2 separate regions of the Sus scrofa genome follow, and region 2 is linked to region 1. The links are chromatin contacts, called in public HiChIP or PLAC-seq maps. All regions are on one chromosome and are shown on one strand. Each heading gives the region's core, a stretch centred on a gene start, on an enhancer-like site or on the middle of the called end of the contact. The rest is flanking DNA. Distances are from core to core; before and after follow the strand shown. Region 1 holds the start of SPG7 (paraplegin). Region 2 holds the start of RNF166 (RING finger protein 166).

Region 1 (7,881 bases), core at 2,799-5,298:
AGGCCGTAAAAAGCACGCGCGCACACACACACACAGAGCCATTTAAAAAGAAAACTGTTGGGGGTTTTTTTTGTTTGTTTTTGGGCCATATCCATGGCATAAGGAGGTTCCAGGTTAGGAGTCAAATCAGAGCTGTAGCTGCCGGCCTACACCACAGCCACAGCAACGCCAGATCCTTAACCCACTGAGCGAGGCCAGGGATCAAACCCACGCCCTCATGGTTCCTAGTCAGATTCATTTCTACTGAGCCACGACAGGAACGCCAAGAAAACTGTTTGTCAAGAAAGACGTGCGGCTCAGAAACAAAGTTCACCAACATTCACACGATGACTTTATTCAAACGTCCCACAGGGTGTATTTTACAGACAACATCCTGATATCAGCCAGATCTCCAGGTGCAGTCCAGGTCATTCAAGGCGGCAGACAGAAGGTCACAGGTACGGCCATTACCCCCAAGGCCAGGCCAGATGCAGAGCCACCGTGTTTAAAAAAAAAGTTTAGGAGGGAGTTCCCATTGGGGCTCAGCAGGTTAAGAATCTGACTAGTATCATGAGGATGCAGGTTCGACCACAGCTGTGGTGTAGGCCACAGACGTGGCTCAGGTCTTGGCATGGGTGTGGCTGTGGTGCAGGCTGGCAGCTGTAGCTCCGATTCAGTCCCCAGCCTGGGAACCTCCGTATGCTGCTGGTGTGGCTCTAAAAAGGTTTAGGAATTCCTGCTGGGGCACGAGGGTACCAGGAGCATGGGCTAATGAGCTGGCGTGGCTGCAAGTGCTACTGCAGCTTGGAGCTGATCCCTGGCCCGGGAACTCCATATGCCTCGAGGCAGCAAAAAATAAATAAATACTTAAATAGAAAGTTTAGCCCTTTAGTTGCTGCCAAGCTGCCTAATTTGGAAGGGAAATAGTTATTTGCTCTGATATTAATAATGAAGCCTAGATCTTTTTTTCTTTTCTTTTCTTTCTTGGCTATGGCAGTGGCATGTGGAAGTTCTGGGGCCAGGAATCCAACCCGAGCCACGGTAGTCACAAGGCCGGATCCTTAACCAGCAAGAGCAAGAGGGAACTACAATAGCTCTTAAAACCAAATATGACCCCAAAGATCACTTCTGTCCCCATACTGCTAAAGCACTGTTCCTATTTTCACAGACAGGGCGATGGGTGTACGTCCCCTGAGCAGCCTGACTGAGGCCCTGCATGCAGCCCCTCGGCGGGGAGAGGAGCCAGGACTCCTCCACACCAAGGATCAAGCGTGGAGCTGGAGGGACCGCAAGAGCATGGGGGGCCCCCGATCCTCTTCCCTCCCTGCGGCCCCTCCACTTCCTGAGGCCAGGCTTTGCACCGTGGTATCAGGAAGCCAGGCAGAGGCCTAGGTCAGGCCTGGAGGCGAGGCAGTTCATGTGAGCATGCCTGGTGGACTTGGAGGAAGCTGAGCCAGAGGCCCCGGGTAGAGCTCAGAGGGCTGAGAAGCCCAAGCAAGTAAACACAAGTCACGAGGTACAGAAAAGTAAGGCAGGAGTTCCCGTCGTGGCGCAGCCAAAATGAACCCCACTAGTATCACTGAGGATGTGGGTTCGATCCTGGGCCTCGCTCAGCGGATTAAGGATCTGGCATTGCCATGAGCTGTGCTGTAGGTCGCAAATGCGGCTCAGATCTGGCGCTGCTGTTGCTGCGGTGTAGGCTGGCAGCTGCAGCTCAGATTTGATCCCTAGCCTGGGAACCTCCATATGCCATGGGTGTGGCCCTAAAAAGAAAAAGTAAAGGGAGCAGGTGACAGGAGTGCAGACGCCACTCTCCCAGGCCCTTCTCTTCCAGGTCCAGGCCACAGGGCGCCTGAATCCTCTAGCCAAACCCCCCATCCCGAGGCCCCTGCAGACGTGGACTGAAGCAGAGTAGGTTTCAGAGTCAAGGCCAACCACTCGCTTGAGGCGGGGGACACAGCCAGCCCTCAAAGCAGTTAAGTAAATGCTCTTGGATAAATGAATGGATGTTTCCCAGAACCTCGCTTCCCACAGCGTCCTGGATGTGGACAAGCTGCTTTCACGTACATGCTTTTTTTGTCTGTGCCTGTGGCATGCAGAAGTTCCTGGGCCAGGGATCGAACAAGGGCCACAGCAGTGAAAATGCTGGATCCTTAGTCACCAGGCTACTCACGAAGTCCTGCTTTCACATGCTTTTATTGCATTTTACCTTTATGACAGCTCCGTGGGACACACTCTCAGCCTCCTTTTGACGATAATTTTATCCCTGTTTTGCTGATGAGAAAAGTGAAGTTTGGAGAAGGTAATCCCTTGCTCAAGGTCACAGACTTGGAAGGACATAAGCCAGCACTCTTTCTCCAAAGCCCGGCTCCTGCCATCTTCCTGCACAGCTTCCAACTAACTCTTGCAAAGAGGTTAGCTTCCAACACTTTTAAACAACGTTAATAGGGTTGCATCTTGTGTTCTCCCCAAACACGGAAGGCTCTGAGTCACAGATCTGCTGTGCTGCCTGGAGAGAATGGGTGAGTGTGGGGCTTGGTTACTTCCTGTCTGGAGGAGTTGCACAAGCTTTGATAGGGTGCGAGCGTGCAAGAAACCACTGTCGGAAGCCTGGTCATAGTCACGGGACTGGTCTGCGGAGGGCAGAACGTGGGTGGGACAATTTACCCAGGGAAGAAAAACGCTGAAGGAGGAAACTGGGCTGTGAAGAGAGAACGTGAGAAAGGAAGGGGGGCCCCTGTGCAGGTCGGGGGCAGCCACTCCCCACAACCAGCCAGGCCTGCAGCCAAGGGCCAATGCTCGGGACACTTCACTTAAAAAGTCCCCAAACCTTTCTAGCTTCACGACTGTGGGGGAAGGATGGCTGACGTGTGTCATACCTGTCACTCCTGTCACACCTGAATCCATAGGTCGGAGAGCACAGGCCCTGCAAACAGTCAAACGAGCTCTGAAATTCTGCTCATGACTCCTTAGCTGTAACCTCGGGAGCTTACTTTAAATTGCTCTAAATCTGTTTCCCTCTCTGTAAAACAGACATAAAAGGAGTCTGCACACCTGTGAAGAGTAAATGAATGTTTGACATGGCGCCAGGCACTAGGTAGCAGTTAGGAGAACTGGCTCTCCTTGAGCGACCAGGAATCTGGGGAATACAGAAAAACAGAGAAACAAGCTGAAGTGACCCTGTAACACAACCAGCAGTCTCAGAGCTAAGCATTCAAGCACCAGACCTCAGGTGGGCCGCGAAAGAGGGACCATAGGGTACGGAATCCCAAGGGCAGGATGCCTCAGACCCCTGCCCTTTCCCCAGGGACGAGAGTGGCCTACTTCTCTTGGGCTGTGATCCTGGACACAAGAGATGGGCACGACTTCCAGAGTGAGTCCGCCTGCCTCCAGGAGAAGGTTGTAACCTCTCCGAAATTAAGCATCTTGAAGGACAAGAATGCCAGCCGTCTGCTACCCTCTTCTGAAGACCCTGCTCTTACCCGAGGCCCCTTCCTCGTCCTCTAGCGCGCAGGACCTTCCAGGCACCGCCCAGGGGCCAGAGGCTGCACCAGCAAAGCCCTCCCCTGGGCAGCACCCTCCCCGCGCCAAGACCTGACTGGGTCTGCGGATCGGAGTCGGGGTCAGAGTCCTGGTCCCGGGGGGGGAGTCGGAGTTAGGGTCGGGGATCCAGGCGGGAGTTGGGGTCGAAGTCCTGGTCTGAGTCGGGGATCCGAGCAGGAGTCGCGGTCAGGGTCGCATCTGCGCACGCTCCACGCCCTTCGGGCTCTCTCGCGCCCTCCGCGGCCTTAGGAGCCGCTGCGCCAAGTCCTCCTGGGAAAAGCGGCCCGGCGCAGAGTCCTGAAGCCCTCCCTCCCGCGTCCGCCCGGCTGCAGGTCTACTCGCAGCGCTCTGCACAGTGTGGCGCCTCAAACCACCTGCGAACCTCTGCGGGATCAGAGACGCAGCCGGCCTGACTGCGCAGGCAGCCCGGACCGCGCAGGCGCCCCGAGGAGGCCGGGACCGCGCAGGCGCCCCGGGAGGCCGGGACCGCGCAGGCGCCCCGGGAGGCCCGGACCGCGTAGGTACCGCTTCCGGGTCAACATGGCGGCGCCGTGGCTGCTGCTACGCGCTCTCCGCCCGGGGCCAGGGCCCGGGCGGGGGCGACTGCGGGGCTGCTGCTCAGGCAGGAGCCCGGGCTGCTCCGCCGGGGTCGGGTGGAGGTGGCTGTACGTGGTCCACAGGCCTCCAGTGGGTTGTGTCGGGCCTGGAAGCCGAGTCCTGCAGGTGAGGTGCGGCCCCTGGCGTGGTGCTGCGGGCGGTGCCGCTCCAGCTGGCTGCCCCCGGGGGAGGGGCGTGGGCGAGGCCGCACGGCCCCGCCTTGGCGTTTTTCTAGCCCTGGTTTTGTGTGTTGCTATCTTCTGCTGCTTTTCATAGCGCTTTGGAATTGAGTCGAGTAAGACTTCCATCACTTTTTAGCAGAGCACAGTTTTGCACTTGGCTCGCATAGATCAGATGTCACCAGGTTGAATTCCAGCGCCTTCCAGATGCTCTTAAGTGGGCTTTCTGAAAGTTTTGTTTGTGAGAAAAACACCTGTAACTGTTTTACTTTTGTGCTGTAGCTTGACTTGTGAACACAAACTCATTGACTGTGTAAAGATTGTTCCAGGTCCTGTGAGGTCAACATTTCACCCTGAAACAAAGACCTTAAGTCCTGGTGCTTTTTAGCCCTCTTTTAGGTTATGTTGTTCCATTTTACCATAGTTTTAGGACCAATTTCATATTTTAATTCTATTCTAGATACCTGGCCACCCTGCCAAGGCAACTATAGATATATTGCACTTTTTGTTTTTGTTTTTTTATTTTTTTGCCTTTTCTAGGACCGCTCCTGCAGCATATGGAGGTTCCCAGGCTAGGGGTTGAATCGGAGCTATAGCCACTGGTCTACGCCACAGCCACAGCAACGCGGGATCCAAGCCACGTCTGCAACCTACACCACAGCTCATGGCAACGCCGAATCGTTAACCCACTGAGCGAGGCCAGGGATCGAACCCACCACCTCATGGTTCCTAGTCGGATTCGTTAACCACTGAGCCACAATGGGAACTCCGGTTTTTTAATTCTGTTGAGGAAAATCATATCATCTGTTGTCAGACTCTGATCATTCTATGAAGATAAAGGCCGAAGTAGGCAGTTCTCATGTACTTGTGACATAGAGCAGATTACCTCACTAAGGGCTGTAAGAGTAATCAAAGTATGTGAGGTTTAAGCAAATGGTATTTAGGGCTGACTGTGTTCTTTGTCTTGGGGAGTTTTTTTTTTTTTTGGCTCTACCCACAGCATTTGCAAATTGTCAGGCCTTGAATGGGACCGGCGCTGCTGCAGTAACTGGAACCACTGCACTTATAACACTGGATTCTTAACCTGCTGAGTCACTAGGGAATTCTAGGGCTGATTTTGAAGAGTGACCCCCCCCCTTTGTTACTATTTACCACACTAATGTTATTCATTTACTTGGCCGAGTTTCCCTTATATGCCTTCTTGTCATCACTGAACCAAGAAGAGACTTTTTTTTTTTTTTTTTTGCTTTTTAGGGCCACACTCATGGTATATGGAGGTTCCCAGGCAAAGGGTCAAACTGGAGCTGCTGCCGGCCTACACCATAGCCACAGCGACGAAGAATCCGAGCCATGTCTGCGACCTGTACACCACAGCTCACGGCAACACCAGATCCTTAACCCGCTGAGTGAGCCAAGGGATGAACCTGTATCCTCATGGATCTTAGGTTTGTTAACCACTGAGCCACGAAGGGAACGCCCAAGAGGAAAACTTTTAATTAAAATCAACAATAATAGTGAAAAGTAGGAATTTTCAACCTGTTGCTAGAAGGAAATCACACGTAACATCTTCTTTCTTAAGGAGCAGCCCTTGCCAAAGAGCGCTCAGAAAGGTGTTACTTTTCTCTGTAATAGCAGCAAACTGGGGGTGAGCTAAGGAAAACAATTTAAAAAGAATAAAAATAGATGCAGAAATTGCTAACACATGGAGTTCCTGTCCTGGCTTAGTAACCAGCCCGACTAGTATCCATGAGGACTTGGGTTCGATCCCTGGCCTTGCTCAGTGCGTTAAGGATCAAGCGTTGCCGTGAGCTGCAGCGTATGTGGCAGACACGGCTCAGATCCCTTGTTGCTGTGGCTGTGGTGTAGACCGGCAGCTGCAGCTCCAGTTTGATCCCTAGCCTGGGAACCTCCACATGCTGCAGGTGCGGCCCTAAAAAAGAAAAAAGAAAGAAAGGGGGAGGAGGAAGGGAGGAAGGAGAAAAAAAGAAAAGAAATTGGCAATGCAGAGATAGAAAAAACTAAACTGACCATCACGGCAAAAGCATTCAGGTGGGAAAGCGGCACCTGGGTCCTGGAAATGTGCTCCAAGGAGTGTTTGTCTGGAGCGGAGAGTCCAGGCCTTCGCTGCTGTTTCCTGCGGAAGAGCTGGGCGCCGTGTTCAGCACCTTGCTTTAAGCATTTCTTTGACATACTCACTCTTGACATTTTTATTTATTTTTTGGTGATGTTGTGTTAAAACTTTGAAGCAACGCTCAGAGTATTACTTCGTATTTCAGGCCGTGGTGTAAATGTTACAAATATATAACTCCCCGCTTTTAGGAAAGACTTGGCACCCCGGAGTTCGTCCGAGTGGCCTGGGCGCGCTGCGGTACTGCTGGATTGATTCTCAGCATCGTTCTTTTTTCTTCAGAGTTTCCAGTTGCGACTCCTAACCCCCACCTTTGGCGGGATCAGCATGTTGTTGGTGAAACAGCATCTAGTCCAGAATCCAGTAGGACTCTGGAAACTTTTAGGTGTGTACATTTTTTTTTTTTTTTTCCCCTTTTCTGCTGCGCCTGTAGCATATGGAAGGTCTCAGGCCTGGGATCAAACCCGAGCCAATTCAGTGACAGCACTGGATCCTCAACCCGCTCCCCACAAGAGAAGAGCTCCCTGTCTCTCTTGACGTTAGGTGACCTTAAGTGTTGACACCTGGACTTTTACTCTCCCCTTGAATCAGGTGGAACAAGGAACAAGGACACCTTCCATTGCTGTGTAAGGAGGCAGCCCAGTGCCCATACCTGGGCATGTGAGCCTCCGTGTGCCCCCAGTGGCACCCGCTCTGGCGGCGTCCTGGCAGTTTTATTTGCGGTTCTGTTCACGTCCGTGAAGAAAGGTGCTGCTCAGTCACATTGTGAGATGGTCTCCCCCGTTTTAAGCCCTGATCTGATCTGTGTAGACCTTGGACGAGGCACGGACTAGACAAGCGTCTCATGGGCCCGTTTGGGTGAGCTCCTTGATGGCTCGCTGTCCATGCTGCCTACGCCGGAGCCACAGGTGGTATTCGTGTGTTGAAACTTTTTTTTTTGTCTTTTTGCCTTTTCTAGGGCCACTCCCGCAGCACATGGAGGTTCCCAGGCTAGGCGTCTAATTGGAGCTATAGCCACCGGCCTACACCACAGCCACAGCAGCGCAGGATCCGAGCTGCGTCTGTGACCTACACCACTGCTCACGGCAATGCCAGATCCTTAACCCACTGAGCGAGGCCAGGGATCGAACCCACCACCTCATGGTTCCTAGTAGGATTCGTTAACCACTGCGCCACGACGGGAACTCCTCGTGTGTTGAAACTTAAAGCTCCTGTGTGTGTTGAGAGGATCGTTCTCCAGCACACTCATGACACTTGCTCAAATTTACGTTCGAAAGCTTTGTTTCCTCCCTTTGACCAAGGTCAGATACAAAGATACCTAAGTCGAAGTACTTTATTTTTTATCATTAGTAAGTGTAACATTAAGAAGGATTATCTCAAGCTTCTGGAGTTCCCATCATGGCGCAGTGGAAACGAATCCGACTAGGAACCATGAGGTTGCGCGTTCGATCCTTG
Region 2 (7,881 bases), core at 1,941-4,440, 540 kb before region 1:
CCACAGCTCAGAGCCCAGGCCGCGGGGTAGAGGACAGGCGGCAGGGCCCACAGGGAGCGTGGGAGCAGCGGGTTGCTCAAGAGGCAAGGAGCCAGCGGTGCCAGCTCCTCCCTGCAGTGGAGAGCCGCTCCCGGTCGGGAAGGCCCTGGGGTGGATACCTTCTTACTGCAGCCTCGGCAGGGCGCCTTGTAGGACGAGAGCTGCTTCTCCACGTGGGTGGCCTTGTCCACTTTCTTGGGGTCGAAGGGCAGGCGGCAGAGCGGGCACAGGGGGGATGGCACCTGCAGGCACGGCTGGAGGCACTCCCCACAGAACCTGCAGGCAGGGCACGGCCTGAGTTCTTCGGGCTGGATCACACTGTCTGGCTGCAGAGGGCCCGTGACCCTGCCTAGCCGTGGGTTTCTGGGCCCCCTGCCGAGCCTGCGGTGTGGGCCAAGCTGTAGCTGTGACCCCCAGGCTGCAGGAGGTGGCCCAGGGCTCAGCCTGCCTGTCTCACTGCCACGTGGCGATGACGACACCTCAGGGGGTCCAGGGGGACCCTGGAGGCCTTCCCCTCCCTAAGCTCTGGGGCGGAAAATCACTAACTGGTGGGCGGAACCCGCAGGCCCAGGGCCCAGGACTCACTGGATGGGGCAGGGCCAAAGCTGGCCAGAGAGTGTCACCAGCCCTGGGTCACTGCCCCCTGCCCAGGAAGAAGGGCTCTGGCTTGGCCTGAGCAGATGCGGGGTGACGGAGGGTCTGAGGCAGGCACCCAGGCTCCTCTCGGTCCTGAGCTGTTGGCTCCGGCGCTGGAGCTGCCGTGTCATGAAACACAAGTCCGGGCATCCTGCGTGTGCTCAGGATGAGCAGCCTCCAGCGGGAGGAGGCAGGACGGCCCCCTGCCCGCCACCGCTCCCGGGCCGTCCCCAAGGATCTGGAGGCCTGGCCTGTAGCTCTCAGGAGAGGCTTCATCAGAGGGTTGTAAACAAGCCGAGCAGCTTCTGGTTCCGGATGCGGCTCACCGCCCAGGATGTCCCAGACTGAGACCGTAACAGGCTCCCTCTGGGGCCTCGGGGGGTTGCCTGGGGTCACTTCCACGCTCTCCACCGAGGGGCCTCCTGCCCCAAAGCCCTGCCTGTCACCTGTCCCGTCTGCCTGGTGCTGGAGCAGTAGTATCTGCCCCCGTCGGGGCTGCTCTCACCACCAGAAGCCGATTTTGTGGAAGGGAACTGCTCACAGACAGGGCACCGGGGAGGGGAAGTACCAGACCATCAGCAGACTCGCTAAAGGAAAACACGTGCCTCCAAATCTTTCCTGTTCGTTGTGTTCACACGGGCCTTCAAGACACTGGATGAGAGACTCAGGGAAAGTAAGAGGCAGAGGGGGAACAGCCAGGAGGTTTGTTTAAACCAGCAGGCAGAGTCAGGGAGAAATTCTTTTGAAGGCAGAAGCCAAGAAGAGACACTTGCAGGACCAGTCTTAGAAACAGGAGGAGGGATCAGACTACGCCAAGAAAGGCCTTGGGGGGAGAACGGGGGTACAGAAGGATATGCTTTCACAACAGTTTGTGTGGGTCTGTATTCCGAAAACCACTTTTTCAGAAAACACTTAATCGGAAAAAGCGAAAACAGATTTGTGCTGAGCAGAAGAGCCAAACCACCACAGCCCAGCGGGGCTGGGTGAGTGTTGAAACCAACTGAAGCCTAGGAAAGGCTTTCTAAAATTAGGCCCCGGGACAGCCCTGCAGTTCCCTCAGGGACGGGCTGAAAGATGCCGAGCAGAGCTTACAACACCCACGAGTGTGTGCTTACAAGAAGGAAGCTCTGCGCAGAGGCCGCCCCGCCAACACCTCACAAACGGCCTGGAGAAGGGACACACAGTGCACCTTCAGGACAAGCCCGCAGGGCTCCCTGGGTGTGAGCAGGTGCCTGTCCTGCCATGCGCATGCTGTGTATGTGTGTGCGTGTCTGCGTGTGCAGGCTTCCCAGCTCCTGACACCATGGATGCCACCTCCCTGGGTGATGAGCAGCACACACTCAGCAGGTCCAGCTCCTTCCAGGTTAGCTGGCTTTGTTTGCAAAATGTGCTAGGGCCTCCTACCAGCCTGGGTGCACTTGGCCCCACCTCTTCAGCAGCTCTGCTGGCAGCCGGGCCCTCCTGCCCCCTCTCCCCACCCTGCTAATTTCACTCAAGAGCTGTATTATTCAGAGCTCAGGAGAGCTGGAGAGCAGGCACTCTGATCTCGGCCCCCTCCCAGCCAGGCTGGCAGCTCCCAGAAGACTGGAGTGCGGTGCTCATCGGGAAGGAGAGCCGCATGCTCAGGTTTCCGTTCCTGAAACCACCGGGTCCTGGCACAGCTGGAAACCTTTAACAAGGTGTGTGGCACCTGGTCTCCTGGGGGCCAGCCTGCATGGCTGGTCAGTGATGGATGAGACCCAAGTTCTCCATCAAAACAAAACAGCATCAGACTCCAAACAAGCCTATGCCCCAACTTTAGGGAACTCCTCTCCTCTGCAGTCAAGACAGGCAGACAGCGGGTCCGAAAAAGAGTTGACAGCAAAAGCTACAAGACATTTATTTACAACTGTCCACCCCGGTCTCCACGGGACCAGATCGAAGGCGACCGGCGCAGAGTTCGCGCCTGCTGCGCTCTGAGTCCCCAGGGAGGCCTGCCGAGGCCGTCAGCGGCCCCCGGGGCACCCGACACCGGGCAGGGCTGCTGGTCGGCCCGGTCTGACAACGGAGGGGTCGGGTCGAGAGCCCAGGGCGGGCGGGCAGGAGGCTGGGCTGAGGCGGATGAACGCGCCCCAAAGGGCAGAAACGGCTCTGCCCCAGGGGCCCCGCGCCCTCCCGCCCCCTAAGTTCTCCGCGCGCCGGGGCTGTGCCAGGGCGGCTGCAGGGCCCTGCCCGCGGCGGTGCCCGACCCCGCGGCCTCCTGAAGGCCGGCGCACTCACGTGTGGCCGCAGCTGCCGATGGCCACGGGCCGGTGGTAGACCTCTAGGCAGATGGGGCAGCTGTACTGCGCTTCCAAACCGCTGTCGCCGCCCGCAGGCCCGCCCGGTGGCTGCCGCTGCTGAGCGGACGCCACCAGGCTGCGGAACATCGCCATCCCGGGGCCGGCCCGCCGCCGCCGCCGCCGCCGCCGCCCCTGTCCCGGCCCTGCCCGGCCCGGCCAGCGCGTCACAGCCGCGACGGCGCCGAGCTGACGTCACAGGGAGCGCCCGTCCCAGACCCTCGCGTCACAGTCGCGCTGGCGTCTCGGTGACGTCATAGAGAACGCCAGCGGCCACCCCGCCCCCCTGGACGTCACAGCCGCGCCCGCGCCGCGGTGACGTAGTCGGAGCGCGCCTCGCCGCTGCGGTTTAAGGAGCGACTTGGCGAAGCCATGTGCGAGGTGGACGAGGACTACGGGGAGCCCTCGCCCGAGGGCCTGCAGCCTTCACGGCCCGGGTAAGAGTTGGGCGGCTTCCCCTCCGGCCGGCGGCGAGCTCTTGCCCCGTGGGCGGACCCGCGCTTTGTGGTCAGTCACGGGGGCTGCGCTCCGGGAATCCCGGCGTCCGCCGAGGGCGGGCCTTGGGCGTCGGGGGGCCTCCGTCGGGGGCCGAATCTCCCACCGCAGCACCGCGGGAGTGCCTGGCGGGCCGGCGCTGAGCACTGCAGGGAGAAGCTCGCTCTGCGCTCTCCCACCTTTAATTCTTGCAGCCAGTAGGGCGGCTTCGCCGCTCCCCTTACTCAGGAAAGTCGGAGCCCCTTTCTCTTCCACCCACTGACTCCACTTCTCCCTTCTGGGCCGCACGGAAGTTGTCTCTCTTCTGCCAGCCCCTGAGAGACTGAGAGGTGGCCGTTAAGAGGCCACTGAACCGGCTTTAGCAGACTAAAATCCCCTTCGGTCCCTGGCCTTTCCTCAGAGTGGTAGTTAGGATAAGACAAAAGCCCTGTTTCCTGGGGTATAACCCCCATTTGATCTCTCGCACGGCAGCTTGGGGTAAGAAGCAGGCTCCCATCTCCCTGATGCCCTTGGGAGGAGGTGTAATTTGCTTTCCTGTTTTTTCTTCCCCTTTCCAAAGCCGTGAGCAGAAGTGTGTGAAGTGCAAGGAAGGCCTGCCTGTCGTGGTGATCCGAGCAGGAGATGCCTTCTGCAGGTGAGCCCTCACTCAGCAGCCAGGGCTGCCCCCGCATCTCTGGCTTAATTTCTCGGCATTGGAAAGCCTTTTGTCCCTTTCCTTTTCGTTCGTACGTTCCGGGACTGGGGAGTGGGGGATGGGTGTGTGTGTAGGTGTTGGTTCCTGATGTGAGTACCGTTCTCCATGGGTCAGGATCTGTTTTCTCCATTATCCAGCCGTGGATCAGGTGGCAGGAAGGTATTGATGGAGCTTATGGGGAGAGTTGGGAATGCAGGTGCTGCGGGGTAGGGGGGAAGCGCCATCCCGGCAGCAGGAACACATCTAGGGCAGATGAGAGCAGCCTGGGATCTTTGGCAGGTGTTCTGGATGATGCTTGCTTTACTTGTGAGACAGGGAGGATGGAAGGAGGGCTCTAGTCTCTTCCTCCAGCTCTGAGGCTTTGGGCAGAGGGGAGCCTTAGTCCCAGAGAGGCCTGAGCGTGTTCTGTTTTATCTGAAGCCCTTTGTGGTCCCTCACATAACCCTGGAATGAAAACCCTCCAGGTGTTTGATCATGTGCCCAAGGACAGGGTCTGTCTCCCGTTTTATTCCTGTTAATTTCTGGTGGTGGTGCATGCTTTGTATAGCAAAGAACGCTTATTGAATGAGTGGCTGACAGTTTTATATTTAAAGTTTTTATTTTATTATAGCAGATTTACCACGTCAAATTCTGCCAAATTCTGCTGTGCAGTTTTATGTACTTTTTTTTCTTACATTGTCCTCTGTTCTGTTCCATCACAAGTGATTGGATATAGTTCTCTATGCTGCACAGCAGGATCTCATTGCGTATCCATCCAAATGCAATAGTTTGCATCTTCTGACCCCAAACTCCCAGTCCCTCCCCCTCCCCCTCCTCCCTGGCAGACACAAGTCTGTCCTCCATGTCCATGGGCTGTTTCTGTTGTGTAGATAGATCATTTGTGCCATATCTTATTTAATTATTTTATTTTTTGGTCTTGTATTTGTTTTTTTTTTTTTTTTTTTTTTTTTTAGGGCTGAACCCCTGGCATATGGAGGTTCCCAGGCTAGGGGTCAATTTGGAGGTGTAGCTGCTGGGCTACACCACAGCCACAGCAACACCAGATCCTTAACCCACCGAGCGAGGCCAGGGATCCAACCTGCTTCCTCCTGGATACTAGTCAGATTTGTTTCCTCTGATCAACAACAGGAACTCCATCATTTGTGCCATATTTTAGACTTAATATGTAGGTGATATCATGTGGTGTCAGTTTTTCTGACTTTTCATTCAGTGTGAGAGTCTCTAGTTCCATCCGTGCTGCTGTAAATGGCATTATTTTGTCCTTTTTGATGGCTGAGTAGTATTCCATCGTATACACGCACCACATCTTCTTAACCCATTCGTTTGTTGATGGACGTTTAGGTTGTTTCCATGTCTTGGCTGTTGTGGATGGTGCTGCAATGAACATATGGGTGCATGTGTCCTTTTCATTGAAAGTTTTGTCCGAATTAGACGTGGTGTATACCACCGGGAAATACATTTTAGGCAGGGAACTCACAGCCTTAGCCACTTAAGAGCACAGGGGTGGGGCGGCTCACGCCTCCCATAGTGGTTGTAAATCCCCACCAGCGGTGTAGGGGGCTTCCTTTTTCTCTGCATCCTCTCCAGCATTTGTTGTTTGTTGACTTGTTAATGACGGCCATTCTGACAGGTGTGAAGTGGTACCTCACTGTAGTTTTGGTTGGTATTTCTCTAATAATTGGTGATGTTGAGCATTTTTTCATGTACCTGCTGGCCGTCTGTATGTCTTTGGAGAAATGTCTATTTACATCTTCTGCCCATTTTTCAATTGGGTTGTTTGTTTTTGTTGTTGAGTTGTTTGGAGATTAAACCTTTGTCAGCTGAGTCATTTGCAAAAATCGCCTCCATTCTGTGGGTTGTCTCTTTGCTGTGCAGAAGCTTCTTTTTTTTTTTTTTTTTTTTTTGGTCTTTTTGCCATTTCTTGGGCCGCTCCCGCAGCATATGGAGTTTCCAGGCTAGGGGTCAAATCAGAGCTACAGCCACTGGCCTACGCCAGAGCCACGGCAACGCAGGATCCGAGCCGCATCTGCGACCTACACCACAGCTCACGGCAACGCTGGATCCTTAACCCACTGAGCAAGGGCAGGGACTCAACCCGCAACCTCATGGTTCCTAGTCGGGTTCGTTAACCACTGCACCACGACGGGAACTCCTGTGCAGAAGCTTTTGAGTTTAATAAGGTCCCATTAGCTTATTGCTTATTTGTGTCTTTTTTTTTTTTTTTTTTTTTTGTCTTTTTAGGGCTGCACCTGCGGCATGGAGGTTCCCAGGCTAGGGGTCGAATCAGAGCTACAGCTGCCAGCCTACACTACAGCCACAGCAACACAGGATCCGAGCTGCGTCTGTGACGTCCACCACAGCTCACAGCAACGCCGGGTCCTTAACCCCCTGAGCAAGGCCAGGGATTGAACCCGCAGCCTCATGGTTCCTAGTCGGAAGTGTCTCTGCTGCGTCACAGGAGGAACTCCTTATTTGTGTCTCTGTTGTCATTATTCTAGAAGGTGGGTCAAACAAGCTGTTGCTGTGATTTATGTCAAAGAGCCTTCTGCGTGTGTTTCCTCTGGGAGTTTGATAGCATCTGGCCTTACATTTAGGTCTTAATCCATTGTGAGTTTACTTTTGTGTGTGGTGTTAGAAAGTGTTCTACTTTCATTTTCTTACATGTGTTGTCCCGTTTCCCCAGCACCGTTTATGGAAGAGACTGTCTTTCTTCCACTGCATTCTTGCCTCCTTTCTTGTAGGTCAGTTGAATCATGGGAGTGTGGGTTTGTTTCTGGGCTTCCTATCCTGTTCCATTGATCTGTATTCCTGGTTTTGTGCCAGTACTATACTGCTTTGATGACTGTAGCTTTGCAGAGTCGGAAGTCAGGGATCCTGATGGCTCCTGTTCTGTTTTTTCTTTACAATGTTGTTTTGGCTTGGCTGACCGTTTTAAATTGGTTTCCCAGAGTCCTGGACTCTGCTCTCTAAGTGTCCAAAAGAAAAACTGAGGGGACTGGGTAAATTGTTTTCCTCAGGCTTTCTTTCTCACCCCTGCCCGTCTACTCGCTGCGTCCCCCCAGGAAGTGCAGTTTAGGCGGGGCGCTCACTGCTTTGGCCCCTTGAGAGCACCGGGAGTGACCATCTCGCCCATGTGCTTGGAGAACGCGCTCATAAGGAGAAACGGGGCTGTGGCGGCTCTTTCTGTCCCAGAGCTGCTGCCCCACCGTGCCTCTTGGTCCCAAGAGAAGGGGAGAAGCTGTTCTGGGCCCACAGGTCTTGGCAGTGCAGGCTTTGAACAGGCACCCTCAGTGATGGCCAGCATCAGCCTGTGGGGAGCCCCAGCCATGCCTGCCTCGAGGGACGGTGGGTGCGGGAGTCTAGTGGTGCTGGGGCATGGGGTCTGCCGCCATGGGGCCTGTGGTCCCGCCAGCATCTGTCGGCTCAGGGATCCTCCTGGGCCCTGACCTTCTAGGAGTCGCTCCCATGGCTGATCACCTCGGGTCCCTGGAGCCCCAGTGTTTTGGGGTGAAAGGTGTCGAGCTCCCTCACAGAGGGCCTGTGAGGTGTCGGGGGACTGCTGTGACCCAGCATGTCCCAATAGGAAGAACGAAATAGGCTTGGGGCACTGTTCTCCTCCTTGGCTGCCCTCTGGGTTTCCTGGGGACCTTTTTTTTTTTCTTTTCTTGTTTGCGCCCCTACCCACTTCCCAACCCCCCC

Evidence for each region. HiChIP or PLAC-seq counts read pairs in DNA pulled down with a chosen protein or histone mark.
Region 2: a contact with region 1 is called in an H3K27ac HiChIP or PLAC-seq map of alveolar macrophages. The contact joins the promoter of RNF166 here to the promoter of SPG7 in region 1. A contact is called at or near these places in 2 of 5 promoter capture datasets (fetal liver and liver) and 1 of 2 datasets of contacts at active chromatin or transcription factors (alveolar macrophages).

Annotation. Positions count from the first base shown.
Region 1 is chr6:435,373-443,253 of Sscrofa11.1, reverse strand. It overlaps SPG7 (paraplegin), which reads left to right and starts at 4,048. Exons shown (of 17, transcript XR_002345286.1): 1 at 4,048-4,245; 2 at 6,709-6,811. It overlaps LOC102168077 (a long non-coding RNA gene), which reads right to left and starts at 3,957. Exons shown (of 2, transcript XR_002345290.1): 1 at 3,034-3,957; 2 at 309-2,905.
Region 2 is chr6:972,266-980,146 of Sscrofa11.1, reverse strand. It overlaps RNF166 (RING finger protein 166), which reads right to left and starts at 3,190. Exons shown (of 6, transcript XM_021093662.1): 1 at 2,935-3,190; 2 at 159-315. The coding sequence starts at 3,089. CTU2 (cytoplasmic tRNA 2-thiolation protein 2) reads left to right here and starts at 3,266. Exons shown (of 16, transcript XM_021093659.1): 1 at 3,266-3,430; 2 at 4,048-4,122. The coding sequence starts at 3,366.